Regions from separate parts of the Rattus norvegicus genome. Here region 2 is linked to region 1. Evidence: chromatin contacts called from public Hi-C data. All regions are on one chromosome and are shown on one strand. The core of a region is the stretch at or near the end of the contact, and the rest is flanking DNA. Distances in the headings are between cores, read along the strand shown.

Evidence for each region. Hi-C and Micro-C count contacts between places; a contact is called where the count stands out from the background.
Region 2: a contact with region 1 is called in a Hi-C map of psoas muscle, with 2.6 times the contacts expected there. The contact joins the promoter of Slc7a8 here to the enhancer-like site in region 1. A contact is called at or near these places in 3 of 12 Hi-C or Micro-C datasets (hepatocytes, prefrontal cortex and psoas muscle).

The regions. Positions count from the first base shown.
Region 1 is chr15:32,172,313-32,176,058 of GRCr8, reverse strand. The region is part of intron 3 of Slc7a8 (solute carrier family 7 member 8); the gene reads left to right. It overlaps LOC134482118 (a long non-coding RNA gene), which reads right to left. Exons shown (of 2, transcript XR_010058137.1): 1 at 1-3,746. Among named protein-coding and RNA genes, the nearest start is that of Cebpe, 33 kb to the right of the region's middle. Within about 2 kb of position 1,653, at least 5 of the 93 cell types and tissues checked have an H3K27ac peak or open chromatin away from gene starts, as enhancers often do.
Region 2 is chr15:32,210,404-32,214,098 of GRCr8, reverse strand. It overlaps Slc7a8 (solute carrier family 7 member 8), which reads left to right and starts at 1,384. Exons shown (of 11, transcript NM_053442.1): 1 at 1,384-2,137. The coding sequence starts at 1,984.

The DNA of each region.
Region 1 (3,746 bases), core at 404-2,903:
GGGCATCAGACCTCACTTCAGATGGTTGTGAGCCACCATGTGGTTGCTGGGATTTGAACTCAGGACCTCAGGAAGAGCAGTCAGTGCTCTAACCACTGAGCCATCTCTCCAGCCCCTTTGTGGTCTTTTCATATTTTTCTTTTTCTAATTCTTAACTGAGGAAACAAAACAAAAAAGAGGAAAGAAATAAAGGAAGAAAGGGAGAGAGAGAGAGAGAGAGAGAGAGAGAGAGAGAGAGAGAGAGAGATGCCCAAGAGAATCAGATAAGTCTGGAATTCCACAGAGCTCTAAAAACCAGTGACCACTAGGGATAGATTACTATGGAAAAGAACTAGAGTTTTCCATGACTTTTTCTAGCTAGACCAAAGCTATAAAACTTACATTACATCTCTTCCACAAGATTCCCGGGGCTGGGCTGGCCCAGCATGGACTGACACCCATGCTACTTCTGCTTTCAACACATCATTTTGTGTTCACCATTTTTGTTTGTTTGGGGTTTGGAGAAGGAGTATTGAAGGGGGAGTTAAAACAAGGTCTCTGTAGCTCAGGCTAGCCTGGAATTCATTAAGCAGCCAAGGGTGACCTCGAAGTCATGTCTGCCCCCTAGCTTCAGCCTCCTGAGTGCTCAAATTACAGGAACATACCACTATGCCTAGCTTCCAGTTGTCTCTCAACTCACTCTTATACCAGAGGGCCTGGCCCCAGTAGAGCCTGTGTAGATGGGTGATGGGTAAATAGAAACCTTAATGTTTCAAGCTATAGTGCCAGCGGTCCCTTATTCATGTGGCCTTCCTAAGTCACTAGACTGCAGGTATGCAGAAGTCAGGGTCTAGCTGTGCAGAGAGACAGAGAGAGAACATAGTCATTGGCCACAGAAAGGGGTGCTGGGTGTTGGATGGGCAGCAGCAGGCTTCCTGCACACAGAAGGCCTTGGCAAACACCTAGCAAGTATTGCCTTCACTCTCTGACCTTTCCTCTCTGCTTGGAGGCTCAGGTTTCAGCCGCTGTGTTGGAAGCTGTTCTGCTATACTAGGAGACTCAAAGTACCCTCTCTCCTCCCAGTCACCTGCTGTGAAGGCCCAGCCGAAGGGTGAAGGGTAACACTTGGGCCTATAGCACTGTTCTGCTGAGACCGGGGGCACAGGCCATCTGCTCAGCCCTTGCTCCCTCTCACCATTTGTCTCACTCCTGAAAGATCCCTCTGACAATGAAAGGCTAAATATTAGTCAAGGTCTGAGATCTCCTGACGTTTGGAGGTAAAGGAACGCCTATCCTTTGGTCACCTCAGTCACCCTGAGTTTTGTAAAGAGGATTTGATGTTTTCTAGTCCAGCACACAGGGAAAGAGCCAGGTTCTCCCCTCTTGTGGGTTTGTCCCGCTCTGCCTTTGTTTTCCTCAAGTACTTTCTTGTCATCTCTCTACCCTGGCCTCACCTCCCCTCGGTGGAGATGGTTTTGTTTGTGAGGGTAGGGTTGGGGGTGGGGGGTCAAGACCCAAGCCCTTGCTTCCCAATCCTTACTCATCCCTGAGTCACGTGGGTTTGCCATGTGGGTTCTGTTTTCAGGTCTTTTTATAATCCAGTCTCCTTCACCCTTTAGTCATCGCTGATGATTCCGCCTGGGTTTCTGGGTATAGGACACCTGGCCCTGTACCCAGCGTGTTTCAGGGCCCTGGGGAGAAGACAAGGTCACGGCCAAGTTGTTTAGTGACTTGGGCTGGGTTATCACCAGGCATGTGATCCTGAAGTCCTTACTGAGTTGAGTAAGATAACCAAATGTGTGTTTATCAAGATCTCTGTCCATCTGGAACATTCTAGTATTTACAAAATGTTCTCCCTGCTCAGGCACTTTCAAAATCCTTCGTCCAGCAACATGTTTTGATTCTTCTGCTGTGATACTGGGTTGACTAATCACTCTTGCGTGGGGAATCAGGAGTCTCTACTCTCAGAAGCCAAACTTCCCATTACACTTTCCACTCTGTGAAAACAGCTAGGGATTGTCTCCACAGTTAGTGAAATTCTAAGGGAACAGTGGAGAGTGGCGTCCACTGTGGAATGTAGACGGAAACTGCAGAACTAATGGATTACAGCATTTTCTTCCCTTATTAAATATTTGTTGTGCTTCTGCTGTTTGTGGGCACCAATGAGATGCATGGGAGCTAAAGGCATGAAAAAGATAGAAGGAGGAGGAGGAAGAGGAGGAGGAGGAGGAGGAGGAGGAGGAGGAGGAGGAGGAAGAGGAAGAGGAAGAGGAAGAGGAGGAGGAGGAAGAGGAGGAAGAGGAGGAAGAGGAGGAAGAGGAAAACGGAAAACAGGGGTTGGGGATTTAGCTTAGTGGTAGAGCGCTTGCTAGCAAGTGTGAGGCCCTGAGAGTTTGGTCCTCAGCTCCGGGAAAAAAAGAAGAGGAAAACGTTAATATAAATATATAAGTATGGGGGCTGGGGATTTAGCTCAGTGGTAGAGCGCTTACCTAGGAAGCGCAAGGCCCTGGGTTCGGTCCCCAGCTCCGAAAAAAAGAACCAAAAAAAAAAAAATATATATATATATAAGTATGTATGTATGTATGTATGTATGTATGTGTGTGTGTGTATGTATGTATGTATGTATGTATGTATGTATGTATGTGTGTGTGTATGTATTTAAAGACTGAATTTTAATGAGCAGCCCTGGCTAACCCAGTACTTGATATATACTCTAGGATAGCCTTGAACTCAGACCAGTCCACCTGCCTCAGGTAACTTGAATATGAACACGTATCACAATGAGATGTAAGCAAAATGGCCTGAGACTGTTCCACCTAGGAAGGACAAACTTTGTACCTGGTCTATAAAATGTGACCGATATCGCTTCCCTTGAAGGCAAGTTGCTGGGAACCCATAAAATGACAAAGCTTTGTGGGACAGGGGGGTCTGGAAAGGTGGGAAGAGTTTGCCAGTGCAAAGCAAAGCAGGGAAGAGATCACACATAGCTGGTAACGCAGGACCTTCCTGCCCCAGTGACGTGGCCTCAGGGTCCAGTGAGATTGGGAAACAGGAGTCCATTTAAGGATAAGGTGGTGGGGGGTTGGGGATTTAGCTCAGTGGTAGAGCGCTTGCCTAGCAAGCGCAAGACCCTGGGTTCGGTCCCCAGCTCCGAAAAAAAGAAAAGAAAAGAAAAGAAAAAAAAAAAAAGGATAAGGTGGTGCTGTACCTTAGCCATTCAAGTGGAGTCAGAGCCCATGGGAGGCAGAAAAAGCAGAGGTAGTCGGTGCTTTTACACTGTGTGTACCTTTTGAGCACTAGAGAGTATCCCGATCACTATTTCAGGAAAAGGGCAACCAGGCAAAATGTTACCCCCTTGTTCTCAAGTACTTCGTAAGATTCCTGCTTTTAAGATTCCTGCTTGGCCAGTCGTGGTTGTGCACACCTTTAATCCCAGCCCTCTGGAGGCAGAGGCAGGCAGGTATCTATAAATTCAAGGCCAGCCTGGTCTACATAATGCGTTTTAGTCTAAAAACAAGAACAAACAAAAATTAAATAAATGCAAAGAAAGAAAGAAAGAGGAAAAGAAAAGAAGCTTTTGCAAGCCGTAGCTCCCGAGAGTTGTCTAGACCGTACGGCTGTGAAGTAGCCAGGCAGGTCCCACGTTGTTAAAAGTGCTGTGACTCCTAGGTAAGGGAGCAGAGCTGGGGGTACCCCCCACCCGGTACCACCGGAGAACATAGACAAGTAGCTGGGGAAAAGTCAGGCACCTGAGAACTTGCTGTCGT
Region 2 (3,695 bases), core at 135-2,634, 38 kb before region 1:
AGTTTTGTGCTATATACTCCAACCTTGTCTGGTCATTGTTGAAAATGATTTACACGCTCCCCCCACTTTCTTCTTTTTGCTGAGGCCTTCAATCTGCTATATCTTAAACCAACAGAAGGAGAAGGGGTGAGATCTCAACCTTTGAAACCTCTCCATACTTGCTGAGTAGGGTGATCAAGGGGCAGACGGGGAAGGGAGACTGTTGGCTGGACTTTACCCTCTCTGGGAGAGCTGTTCCAGATAGCTTAGCCAACCCCACTTCCAAAGGGGTCCAACGTATTATTTTCTTGAAAGATCTAACGGGTTTAGAGCATTTTCCAAAAAAAGCGAAACCGATTTTGTGTAGTTAGTGGTCAGGAATTGCGTTTGTCTCATTTAGACAGAATCTCACTTTGTAGCCCAGGCTAGCCTTAAACTCAGAGAGCTCTGCCTGCCTCTGCATCCCAAGTGCTCAGATGAAAGATGTGTGCCACTAGGCCCTTTGGAATTTTATTTTTTAGACTTATTTTTAAATCAAATCACTTTGTACAGTATGTGAAAAAAAAACCTAGTTTTTCAGCATGGTATATAATATTGTTTCATGGTTTGTTTTTTTTTTTTTCCCCAAAGTACTTTACAGTTAGAAGTAGACACGGTTCATGAGGTGAAGCAACAGTCTTGAATCAAGTTCTTCAGGGAAGTGGGCGTGCAATGCCAATAAACTTAACAGTTACCATTCTTAGCATCAACAAATCTGCTTCCTGATCAGTGAAGGGCTCACAGTCCCGAAGTTCAAAGATTTTGTGATAAAATATTAGGGGTCATGGGTCAGGTCAGAATCCTCCTTACTCTGCTTCAGACGAATGTTGCAACTACCCCATATTCTTAATAATTTTATTTAACTTTCTTGTCAGTCCCTAAGAGAAACTCTTCAGCCTAACTAAAAAGTCCTTCCACATTGTCCCCTACCAAAACCTTCTCCTACTTCAGGAAACAGCTTGATGACGATATCCCGGCAGCTTTCTCGACCTTGTCCTCAAATGATCCACACCTAAACATTTTAGTACACTGGTCAGTGTATTTCTGAAGGCATCAAAAGCCTGCAGAACTGTGTGCCCTTACAGAGCACACAAATGCTGTGCGACCTGAGATGCAGCCTTGGCTTGTGTCTTCCCCCTGCGGCCGACCCTTCCCTTGTTTCCACTAAGAAAACAAGAAAGAAAGAAAGAAATGTTTTAAGGCCTTTTCTCCGTGATCTTTGGGGGTAGAGGGTACTAATAATTAAATAGAAGGGGAGGGAGGAGATGCGGCTGAGGATGGCGAGGAACGGAGGAGGTGGGGGCGGAGCCTCGGTCCGCAAATAAACGCCGCAGCCGAAAGGGAAGCACATTCGCGAGCGCAGCAGCCACCCTGCCCTCACAGATGGAACGATCTGCGGCGTGAGCACGGAGCTCGGAGCGGACAAGGGCGAGAAGGGGCGACCGCAGCAGGTGGAAACCTGATCGCGAGCCGGCGAGCGAGAAGAAAGTACCTGAGCACCGCTCCTCCTCCGCCCTCTCGGCTAACGAGAACTACTTTTACCCTCGTGGTAAAAGAGACTTAAGGGAAGGTGGAGGCGATCTGTTTCGTTAGGAGGGCTGCAGGGAAATTCTGACCAGAGCAAGCCGCCGCCCGGTACACCGAGCAGAGCCATCCTGGGCTTCTGAAGATAAACGCTTTCCGGAGAATTCCAGCTGGAGTCGCTGGTACAGTTCTATTTTTGTATTTAGATATATATGTTCTTTGCCTTCCATTTAAAAAGCACGGCCCTTGTTTGTTAGCAGTGACACGTGTGACTCTCGTTTGCTGTCACTTTTAGAGCCTAGGAGCGCTCGCTCTCCGTTTCTGAAAAGGGCGTTCTAATTGGAAACTTGTTTTTCCGCGTATCTCTGCATTTATACGCACGAGCGTTTAGAAAGAGACTGCTCTTTTTAGCTTTTGGTGGTCGGAACCCTACGGAGAAAGATGGAAAAGGGAACCCGACAGCGAAACAACACCGCGAAGAACCACCCGGACCGCGGATCTGACACCAGCCCTGAGGCCGAGGCTAGCTCGGGAGGGGGCGGAGTAGCCCTGAAGAAAGAGATCGGATTGGTCAGCGCCTGTGGTATCATTGTAGGTGAGTCCAGGTCCTTTGCGGGGCCCCCGGCACCACACCACCCCCTCCCCAGGGGTCCTCCGCGGGACTTTAACCCCACCAAAGCCCCTAAAGCAGCTTTGCTTTGTCTCTGACTTGTGTTGTCCACCTGCACCGGCCAAGTCAGAGCTCTGGAAGTGATGTCTGTCAGACATCGCTTCAACCAAGCCAGGCTGAGCCGCTCTCTCCTTAGAATAGAACAAACAGGAGTCAGGAACCATGCTGGCTCTGCGTACCAAGTATTCCCTGGGAATTTATTAGAAGTGTAACAAATTCTTTCCGGGTTGTCACTATGCAGTTCTGATCCGGGAGATCCTAATTCAGGCTGACACATGGATTTTTAACTAGCTTCTATGCAGCCACCCTCTGCAGGCTGCGAACCTGCTTTTGAAGCATATTTTGTTGCCTTATGTTATGAAGCATTGTGGTAATACCACAAAGAGCAAAACAGCAGTAGTAAAAACACTTCGTAATGATGGTTCTTTATAGGCTGGTCCATCCTATGTAGCATTTGTGAAATAGATGTGACAGCCAGGCTGTTCTTACTGTCTGGGATGAGGAAAATATGGAAGGGAGAACCAGCTGACTCGACTATGTTCTCTACACGGAGTTTTCAGTTTCTCTGGTTGCCTGTGTGTGGGGGTGTGTTTTAACACACACAGAAGACCCTGTGAGGTTTGTAGAGGGAACCCGGAGTGAGTGGATTGTGGAGTACAGGAGGAATTCATGGGTGAAATGTGTGCTCTGTCCTGGAAGCTCTCTAGGAGAGGAGCTGGGTGATCCAGAGAGTGCCAGTATAGGTCTTGCTTCCCAAGAGCACTTGTGTAGGGCTCAGGCTTCCAGAGACAACTCTCTCGTCTACAGAGGACACTCTTGTCTTTGTAAAGAAGCCCTGCAGGTGGGCGCTGGGCAGTGGCTCCTCACTACCTTCCCTCAAAAAGGGGGCTTTGGTCTGCTGCCTTCCGCTGAGGGCTTCTTCCCAGGGAAAGCACCACAAGACTCTCAGATGAGTCCCTATGTGCTCTCTCTCCTCTGGAGTTCCTTAGCGAAGGTGTACTGTTTCTTGCTGCCCATAAACTAGTTTCTGTCGATGTAACAGTGTTCTGTGAACAGCTCAGGGACGTTTGGCACCAGAGCCAGAGTGACACTGGAGAACATCCTTGAAGTCAAATAAAATCAGCACAGTGCTCAGATAATCCTCTCCACCTCTGCACCCTGACTTCAGTGGCCATGTTCTTTCCAATCCCCTTCCAGAATGGAAGGTTATCTATATACTCCAAATATTTACAGTTATAAAGAGACAATGTTGTGAGGGAACAAATCCTCAAAACAGGAGTCACGATCTGAAGCTCACATTATCTGGTCTTACTATATTTTTTAATTCAACGCAACCTGTAGAACACATGCCAATTTAAGATCTATAAATAGGCCAGAGTCTGTTATGTCTTTCATTAATTTGATGGATAGGCTTTGTATCCCCCACCCCACCTTGGGGAAGTATCTGACTCATACACATATATGCATACATACACACACATAC